Linked DNA regions of Zea mays: region 2 is linked to region 1. The links are chromatin contacts, called in public Hi-C maps. All regions are on one chromosome and are shown on one strand. The core of a region is the stretch at or near the end of the contact, and the rest is flanking DNA. Distances in the headings are between cores, read along the strand shown.

Evidence for each region. Hi-C and Micro-C count contacts between places; a contact is called where the count stands out from the background.
Region 2: a contact with region 1 is called in a Hi-C map of ear, with 6 times the contacts expected there. The contact joins the promoter of LOC100281974 here to the promoter of LOC100276294 in region 1. A contact is called at or near these places in 4 of 25 Hi-C or Micro-C datasets (ear, endosperm, leaf and 1 more) and 1 of 3 datasets of contacts at active chromatin or transcription factors (leaf).

The regions. Positions count from the first base shown.
Region 1 is chr8:18,250,696-18,255,544 of Zm-B73-REFERENCE-NAM-5.0, forward strand. It overlaps LOC100276294 (Zinc finger CCCH domain-containing protein 1), which reads right to left and starts at 2,898. Exons shown (of 2, transcript NM_001150118.2): 1 at 2,222-2,898; 2 at 1,612-2,131. The coding sequence starts at 2,723. The coding sequence ends at 1,860.
Region 2 is chr8:18,450,173-18,454,887 of Zm-B73-REFERENCE-NAM-5.0, forward strand. LOC100281974 reads left to right here and starts at 3,144. Exons shown (of 7, transcript NM_001154891.1): 1 at 3,144-3,266; 2 at 3,678-3,752; 3 at 4,681-4,715. The coding sequence starts at 3,684.

The DNA.
Region 1 (4,849 bases), core at 1,648-4,147:
CATGAGACCCAACGAAGCGACAAAGCCCACCTCAGTACCTCACGGCAAAAAAACCCTAAACCCTATTGTAGTCGCACCGTGGCAAAGTCATCAGATGCATCAGCCACATCTTGCAGCCCCACGTGCCATGGAGACACCAGCACCTCCGTTGCGCTATTGTGGCTCCGCAGCGCAGCTAGGTACCTATACTTGACCGACTAACTGTCATTGTGTTGCATCTGGCCTCGTCGCGTCATCCGAGACTTCAATCCACCGTAGTCAGGGTGTCACCGTGTGCCAGGACAGACAGCCAGGGGGCAAGGTCCTATTGTGCCAATGTCCAAGCCCACCAAACCAGTGACCACCCGACCTTGACCTTCCCTGCTTTGCTGCTTGCAGTACTGGGCTGTAGGTGGGACATTAGCGATTAGAAAATGCCAAAGAGGACAAGCAACCAGCCAGGAACCGAGCAACAACAAACAGATACATTTCGATTTAAAACTTTTGAAATAGTTTCATGAAATTTGAGTTTAATAGACTAGTTATTGAATCAGTTATGACCATAGCGTGTATGCTTAATTAATCTTTCAAAAAAATCATCCTATAAAAAAATTCGAATACCCACTCTCTAAATCCTAGGCCCGCCACTGTACCTGCAGCAGGGTTTTTAAGGATAGCCTTGACAACCTGCAGCATTGGTGCTATACCAGTGCCACCAGCGATATGGAAGCAAACACATGCACATTATTCAACAGCTATAGTGTGGATATAGGGTTACTCTCGAATCAAGGTAAAAGCTAAAAAAACATTTTAATCAAATACAAGAACAAACCATCCATCATTATCCTTGCAGGGATGAATTCAAAAGGTCAAGGACTACGTCAAGTTGAGTCTATGTTACCATCCGATTTTTTTTTCATGTTTGGGCTGTATCCGAGCTTTACAATGGGCCTATAAAAAAAATGCATGAGTGACAAAACAGCATATGTAGAAAACCAATAAAATTTCATGTCATAATACCATTTGACTTCAACATCATCTCCTGGCTTCAAGTATGCAAAATACTGACTCATTTCCCCATCGCCTGTACAGAGTACAGTTAGCAAAAAGGAAAAAAAACAGAAATTATGCACTCAAACAGAAATCAACTCAGAAATTATTTTAATATTCCAGATTCCATTTCCATGACCAACTTAAATTTAAACTCTAATGATTCATTAGACAGTTACAAGGTTCTCAAATTTATAGAGCAACTTTTTAACATAACTTGATCAATAAATCAATAAGCCCACCCTAACTGGTTTCTGAAATAACAGTTGTGTAGATCCAAATCGAGGCAAGAAAAACTTACTTGTGGGAAGAAGCCGAAGTGCAGGGTGGCGGAGACGCTAGACATGTTGTAACAACTAACAAACACTACCCTCTGCCCCTTGTCCTTGGAATCCAATTCTACCGCCCTGCAAATGCACAGACCCACAACTCTCTGTTCCTCTCCCGGTCCTCCCCCCTCTGACTGGCACAACATCACACACACACGCAACAAGAAATGATGTGGGAGCCCAATGGGTCGTGTCGAAACCATGGAACCATTTGGCCCAAAGGCAACAGAGGACGACAGATAGCTCGGAGTGAAAGCAACAGCACAGCACTTCAAATTATTGAAAGTAGAAATGGTGGCAGGAATGCAGAGGTCTGATCAGACGGATTACAGGCAGGGATTCAGCAGGAAACAAAGAACAAGCACAATATGTTCAAATAAGTTCAAATCGAAACATCAGATTGTTCAGTTCATTATTCTGGATGTTGTCGATCACGGTGATCAAAGGCAGGAAGGTAGACATGGTAGCTTCGATCGAGCAGGTGATGCATGGTACGCGCTCTCAGTCCTGTTCCGGCCAGTCGCCGTAGATGTCGTTCATCTTCTTGCGACCAAGGAGCTCCAGACGGGTGGCCTTGCAACCGCCCTCTCCGGCCGCGTCGGCAGAAACGGATTGGAACGCCCTTGTGGTAGCCGGTGCATAGTTGCTGGTGCTGGTGCTGCTGCTGTTACGGTACGCGGCGGCCGTGGACCCCGGCGAGTACGCCTTTGCATACGACGACGAATTCCTCAGAGCATACTCCATAGACCTTGGCCCCCCAGGAAAGGGCATCTCTGCGCTAGAACACAGGGACGACGAACGAGGTAGATTAACATCCGGCCGCCATGCACACGTATAGGGAGGTGGAGCGCACAAGCTCGTACCTGTCGTGGAAGCGTGGACGAAGGCGCACCTATCCCCACGGTGGCAGGCCCCCGTGTCCCTGAACTCGAAGCACACCCTAACGCAGTACCCACCGTGGGGGCTGCTGGCAGCGGCACCTGGCGACGACGACGGCAGCGGCGACTTCCGTCGGACGAGCGAGGTCAGCAGGGGCAGCGGCAGCGGCGGCCGCAACTCCTCGGAGCCGTGCGCGAAGGTGCACCCACCCTCGTACGCGCACTTGCCCGCCTCGAACTTCTCGCACAGCCTCGTCTTGTAGTACACCTTCTCTGGCGGCTGCGGGTCCAGCCCCAAAACCCCCTCCCTCGCCCCCGGGTCCTGCTGCTCCCGCTCCCGCTCCATCTCACGCTTTCTCTGCTGGTACTGGTGCTCCTTTTGGCGGCCCTGCTGCGGCGCCGCCGACCCCACGGGCAGCACGATCACCCCGTCCGGCGCCTCCCAGCGGCCAGCACCAGCGGTGGCGGCGTTGCGCTCCCTTTCCATGTTCTCGGTCCGCTTGAGACCACCAAACCCTAGGCCTAGCGCTGGTACTGTGATCGGAGCAGCCGCCGGACGGATGGAGGCCGCAGATTTATGCCGAGACACGAGGAGGCGGCGGCCCGGGATGCCGTGCCGAGACGATGCAGGCAGTGATGATTTGGGGGCCGACGCTTCCCGTGCCAGTCGGGATCGGGTCACAAGGCCCGGATTATCCGCTGGCGGGCTCCAGATTGGACGCGATCGATCCGCCGGATCGAGCATTTGGGACTGTTTGGGGTTCGTTCCGGCTCGATTGCACGTGGTGCGAGGAATGCCGGAAACGGAAACGCCTCGTCAGTTTCCGTGCTTTCGTGCTCGACGTGTGGGAGGAGTGGGGAAGGTGGGGTGTGCTGCCGGTTTTTGCGTTGGGACGTCGGCGACGGCGAGCCGCTGGCCCTGGGCTTCTGCCGGCCCAGAGCTTAACCAAGCGGTAGATGGGCCCTGCGTGGTCGTTGGGCACTTGGGTACAGTAACTTGGTCTGCTTGCCCTACCTGGCTGTAGACTTGGGTAGGTTCGGATGGCTCATACTCAGATCCGTGTCTAGTATAAGGTCGGGTCGAATTGATCCGCGTCTATCTATTTGATGTGTTGGGTGAGATTTTTTTGGACTAGGTCGGAGTTTTTTTAGCTTTGGGCCGGATTTTGGGGTCAAAAAACATGGCCAGTATCCGGGCCGTGAATTATTGCGGATCAAAAATTATGGCACATATACGCTCGTTGTATTGGTTGGGTGTGTCGGGCCGGGTCTGGTTTGGTCGGATCGAGTGATCCATGATCAGGTCTACCTGGCTATACCCGCTGCACACTATGGGAGCAACAGTGGATATGAACTCAGCCCGATTCTAGCTTATGAGTCAGGTGCCCATTTAGGTCCATTTAGGGTGCATTTGGTTGCAATGTGAAAGCTCTCTTGTGGGTTTTGGTGTTTGGATGACAACCCAATTAAAGGACTAACAAGTGTGCTAAGTATTGAACAGGTGCTTAATGCAAATAATAGGGTTCAACACAAGTGAACAAGTGTGATGGTCCAAAGACTGGATTATCTATAGATAATGAACATACCAAGTAAGATGGACATTGCTTAAGCGAGACTCGGTGTGCGTAACTCAGAGACAACCGATCAAGCCAAGGATGGAGGCAAGAAGAGCTTCAAGGTACCGAGTGCACGGAAGAAGGTCAAGGAGACCAGGAACCCAAAGCCAGGGGTGAAGAAGAAGACTTGCAAAGTCAAGGTTGATCGAGTTAAAAAGAGTTATGGTGCATCAAGGATCACTACATAAGGACATGACTTACAACCTTTGAGGTAACATCTACAGTTATGTGGTGTAAGTCATAAGGCTCAAGATTAAGCTCGAGAAGTGAACAAGGGGGTTGGAGCTCAGATATGTCAATCTAGATCAAGTCAAGTTGATTTGATGGTTTAGAGTCCAACATCGACCTCAAACATGCCAAATTGGGTAAAACGATGAAAAAGGTTTAGTATGTAAGGTTTGAGTGTTTAACCATGTTGCATACACCTTTTACTACAAGTTTGGTGCTTTGGTTTGCTCTCTAACTCTTTCTGTAGAGAAAGTGCCATTCTGAGCTCTCCTTGAGGAGAAACAGAAAAGCTAGGAGAAGAACAAGAAAGAGGTAAGTTTCTAGGACCAAGTCAATTGGATTATACTCTAAATGTGTTTGTTTAAGTCTCAAGAAAAATCCTCCCAAAAGTTGAAGTCAAACAGAGAAATAACGGAGGTAAAAGCACTTAGTGTGCTGTTGGCTGGTGCAGAGGATAGTGAATAGTGAAAGGGAATTAGGCTTACACCTATTTCCTAATTGATTTTGGTGGTTGAATTGCCCAACACAAATAATTGTACTAACTAGTTTGCTCTAGTCTATAAGTTCTACAGGTGCCAAAGGTTCAAAAAGGCAATAAAAAGACCAAGAAAAGGGTTCAACAAAAAGAGCAAGGGATAACCGAAGTGTGCCCTGGTCTGGCGCACCGGACAGTGTCCGGTGCACCAGGGGACTTCAAGCCGAACTCCTCACCTTCGGGAATTTCCAGAGGCGCTCCGCTATAATTCACCAGACTGTCCGGTGCACCACC
Region 2 (4,715 bases), core at 1,894-4,393, 200 kb after region 1:
CCTGGCGAGAAGGTGATTGCTCTTTTGTGAGCGCAGTTGGGACTGTTGACTGCCAAGTATGCATACTTCAAATGTTTAAGATGGCATATATGGGAACTTCATTAGATCATTTTTTAGGATGTTAATGATCTGTTGACACTAAGAAAGCAAGAGATTGAGAGGGAGGCTGCTAACTCTGGTGAGTTAAGAGGGGCAAGGCTTGAAGATGAGTTTGAGTCATTTATTCTCGCACAGAAGTATATGACAACAAAACATGAGCAAATAAAAGAAAATTATGTTCCTAAGAGGATACAGGTATGCACTAGCTATTTTGATTTTTTTCATGCTACATCTTGATTTAGTTGAAGATGCCTGTCTAATTTGTTTCTTTTTTGAAAGTTGTCTGAAGAGTTGATTGGGTATCCTCTAACGGATAAAACGACAATTGAGGAAGAGAGTTCATGGATACACAACTATGATTGATTTCTGTTCTTTTTTGGCATTAAGCATATATTGACTAGAAGGACATTGTCAATATCTTGACCATGCATGCCAACAAATTTTAAGTATGCAAAATTATGTAAATTTGTTCTCAATTTTATGCTTGCTCATCTTACTTGTTTTTTTGGCTACTTGACAGATTCCATTCTCGCAGAGAAGTTTTTTTTGGATAACGAGGATAACGCGAGAATTATCTGAGTGACTGTGTCAGCAAGTCTGCACAATTGTGGGATGAGCAACGAAAGATGATTCTAGATGATGCCTTCTTCCAGTTCCATCAATGGAAAATGACGAAGCTCGGCCATTGTTGACGACAAAAGCCAAATATTGGCTCTATATGGAATATGGGAAACAATTGTTGAACAAGGTTACTGTTAATCCTTGGAAGAAGATGCAGACAAGAAGGATGAAGGATGGAGACATTAATTTAGGGTGATGAATCAGAATTGAGAGTTATGGTCTGCTGTTGGGGTCCTAGGAAGCCAACAACCACCTTTGTAATGTTAGAAAGGTGTCGTTGAGCATCACCGAAAGAAGAATGACTTTTGTTTAATACATGTTTGGTTTATGTTTATGTCTTTTGTATTTTTGCATATTTGGTATTTCTGCATATTGTTGGTCGACTGGAGCCTAGAGTTACATGGGGGTCACGACACTATTGGTGCTCGGGAACGAACGGGGAGCTAGACGTTTGGGCTGTCACAGCTCATGGCAACGGTGTAGGAGGCCTTCTGCTTCGCCAACAGCTCGTTCAACTTGTCGTTAGCTCCTGGTTGCTACACATGTATCCCAAAAAGACGCTCCGGAGGCTCTGGAGCGTGGCCACGTCACTGTCGTTTGAGAAGAGCTTCTGCCACATATCAACATTCCAGTACCTGTGATCCAACAACATTTGGGATGGACCTATTGCTTCACACTAATAGCACACATGCACGACTGACAAGTCAAAAAGAAAGAGACCACAATGCACCTTTTAAACAGTTGCTTAGGCTGATAATTGTAGCCTCCACCAATCTTGGGCACCTTCTCGACGCTCATGCCTGACCCGTGTAGCGTCATGTGCACAATGACATAGAGGTCGTATGTGTCGACCTACATGCAAAGGAGATAAAGAGATCAGTGCACTTCATAGATAGCGACATTTGACTTCTAGAGTAACTTACGAAAGCACAAGCTCCAGACCTGTTAAGTCCAGTTTCTATGTTCTTGCATCTCAATGCATCTGAATCCTAAGGTTCCACGGTTGTCGAGGAACTAGGGGAGGGAAACACATTCAGATTGCTAGAAATAAAAGGTTATATATGTTTAAAGTTTGCAATTTATGAGCGTATCCAAAGTTTGGTAACTAGAAGTAAAATAATGTATATCATTATGATTTACGAAAGAACGTTGAGGATGCTCTTAACATAAAATATGTACCTCGACATTACATCAGATATACACAAATCAAGTTGGCGATATTTGTAAAATTCCAAATCAATTGAGGGATTCTGAATCTCTTCGTGTCTGTCACATTTAAATTGTAAAAAGGAAAAATTATGTATAAGTGGGATTCAAACTATAATTATTAGTTCTAAACCCATATTCATACCTATCTAGCCAACATGACACACGCGTATTCTCAAGTATAAATAGAAACCGTAGCAATGCATGGTATATAACTAGTATATATGCATATAGTAGTGAGACTATTAATATATAGTCCAATAATTCGGTAGCGAAGTATTGAAAGGTGAGCAACTAAAATGTATCCACAGCTCAGTTGTGTTTAAACACTTAGGCCATGTTTTCCTTCTAGGATTATATAATCTAGCTTATAGATTATACACGAACCTAATGACCTTCTTAGACAGTGTTCAACAATTCACCCATATGGTTATCTAAAACATTGTTTTTGTACTGTAGACTGCAATATTCGTAGGGTGTAGTTTCAATATAGGTACAGGGATGAATAAGCTGTTGGAGATAGCCTTGTGGATTATCATAATCTAGGTATCTAGATTATATAATTCACCTAATAATTTGTGTTGTTTGTTTATCTATTGATTTATTTAAACTGAATTAATTGTGTTGTTTGTTTGTCTCTTAACTTATTTAAACTGAATTAAGGTAAACAAACGGTCCTCAGGCAGTGCTTTGGTTATGGAGCCAGTTGAGATAGAGCCGCTCCATCCCAGAGAACAATTCGGTTTGGGAGATTAGGGGTATGGTTCAATATTTTAACATAATTTTTCTTTTTAGAGCCACTTTGTCCTATATAAAATCACTTCAAACAACTATAAAATAGGAGTGGAGCAGTTCCATCCTATCATACCCCGGAACCAAACACTACCTTAGAACTAATTTAGGAAAGAGAAAACCCGAATGAGATTGAAGGGTCTAAAATCCTTTTTTATCTAATTTTTTAATAAGAAAAAGGTTTTAGCCTCTCTTACACCTCTAGTTTTGTGGCTCCTAAAACAGTCATTAGTGGTCGGATTATTTCTCATCACCGAGTTGGGCCGTCCGCGGATTCTCTTCCACAAGCAAACTGGCCATCTCCGGATTCAACAAATTGGGCTTCTGTACCACATCCCCTCTAAAGAGTAGAGATGAAAGGCTACACTGGGCCGTGCCATGCTAAGCCCGCTACAGAGTAGAATGACAGGCCCGATTAGCCTCCTCCGTTGCAGCTGCAGGTTCTCGCCGACTCCCCTTCTCCTTCGACCTCCGCCGCTCGCCGCCGTTTCCCGTCCGCGGCGGCGCCTCCTCCCCTCCCACTCTTCCTCGTTGTCGATCTCGTCTCGGTTAGTTTCCTCCTAGTCCCGCACCTCTTTGGTGCACTGCACCCGTGTCTCCTCCTCGCAGCTGACCACGACACGACCTCCTCCTCAACTTGTATCGTCGAGTCGTCTGGCGGCGGGATAATCCGCGCCATCACCAGTGTGTGGGGGTGGGGGTTCCTTATCGATGGACGTGAACAAAATTATCTGTCAATAACTCTCCCACACTTAAAAAGAGAAGAACTCTTCTGAGTTTAGACTGACCAGACATTCTCTAGGGTTTGGGGCTAGCTGCCTGCACAATTTGTTCTGTTCTTACCTCCGTGCAGCGCGAGTTTTGTTATTTCTGAATGGGGTTTATTGGTTGAATTTTCAGTTCGATTGCTGGATCACTTGCTTAATCGCGGTGTTTGTTGCTGTATATTTCCGCTGCAGGGTACCATGGCAAGATCACTCTCCACCGCCCTCGTGAGGGGACTTATGAGATCGTCCCGTGCATCGACATCAGCTGTAAGGCTCTTGTACCCATTCCGCCATTCCGTGAAATTAACGGTTTTATGTCATTGTTGATTATCGCTAAATGCTAATGACATGATGAGATTGTTTGGCGGAGTTGTGCTGATCCTAATTTCGCACCTATTTCCTTCTGGCCCACTACAGTGCATCAGGGGTATGGAATTGGATTCACATGAGTTTTGCGCACTGTGTCAGGGTTTGGAATTGGATTCACATGATTTCTGTACAGTCATCTCTATTCTGAGATTCTAATGGGCAATTGAGCAACTGTATATCTGTAGTTTCTGGAACTGTAGCACACCTGATTCATGCAGTCAGTTTCCAGTGTCCAATAATATATTTAGATAAATGCATCCTATGTTCCCGTCTAATGAGAATACTGATGGTATGTGACCACAACCTTTTTTTTTGTTTGGCATTAGATGTAATCTGTTGTCACTATGCTAACTTCTAAGTTGCTTTTGGGCTAGTAAATATCATCCCTGGCAGCATCTTTCTAGTTTTCTACACCTGTATTTAAAAAAAATCGACCCATTCTATTTGCTTTGTTTGCTGCACATAACTTGTATCCGGTGCGACTTAGTATAAGTGTTAAGCTGCTTCAGTGCCCTAGCCTCTAGCTGATAAAAAATCACCCAACCACTTCATGTTCTATGTATGCTGCATATATAAATCATGAGGGAACTCTAGTATATGTGTTAAGCCACCTGTGCCCTAGCTGATAATGAATCATCAGGTAACTTGTAAGGAGTAAGTTTTTTCTATCTTGCCTGAATGTGAGTGTGACACATGGTGCATGAGTTTATCACTTTATCACTTTGCGCACTTTAAGATTGAGCATACTGTGGTGTATGCTGTATTTTTTTCTGTTTGTGTCTACCTCCTAATTTTTATCCTGTATCATGTATCTTTTTTTGCGCAGGCTGTGTCACGACCAGCTATCCAGCAGTTTATGAA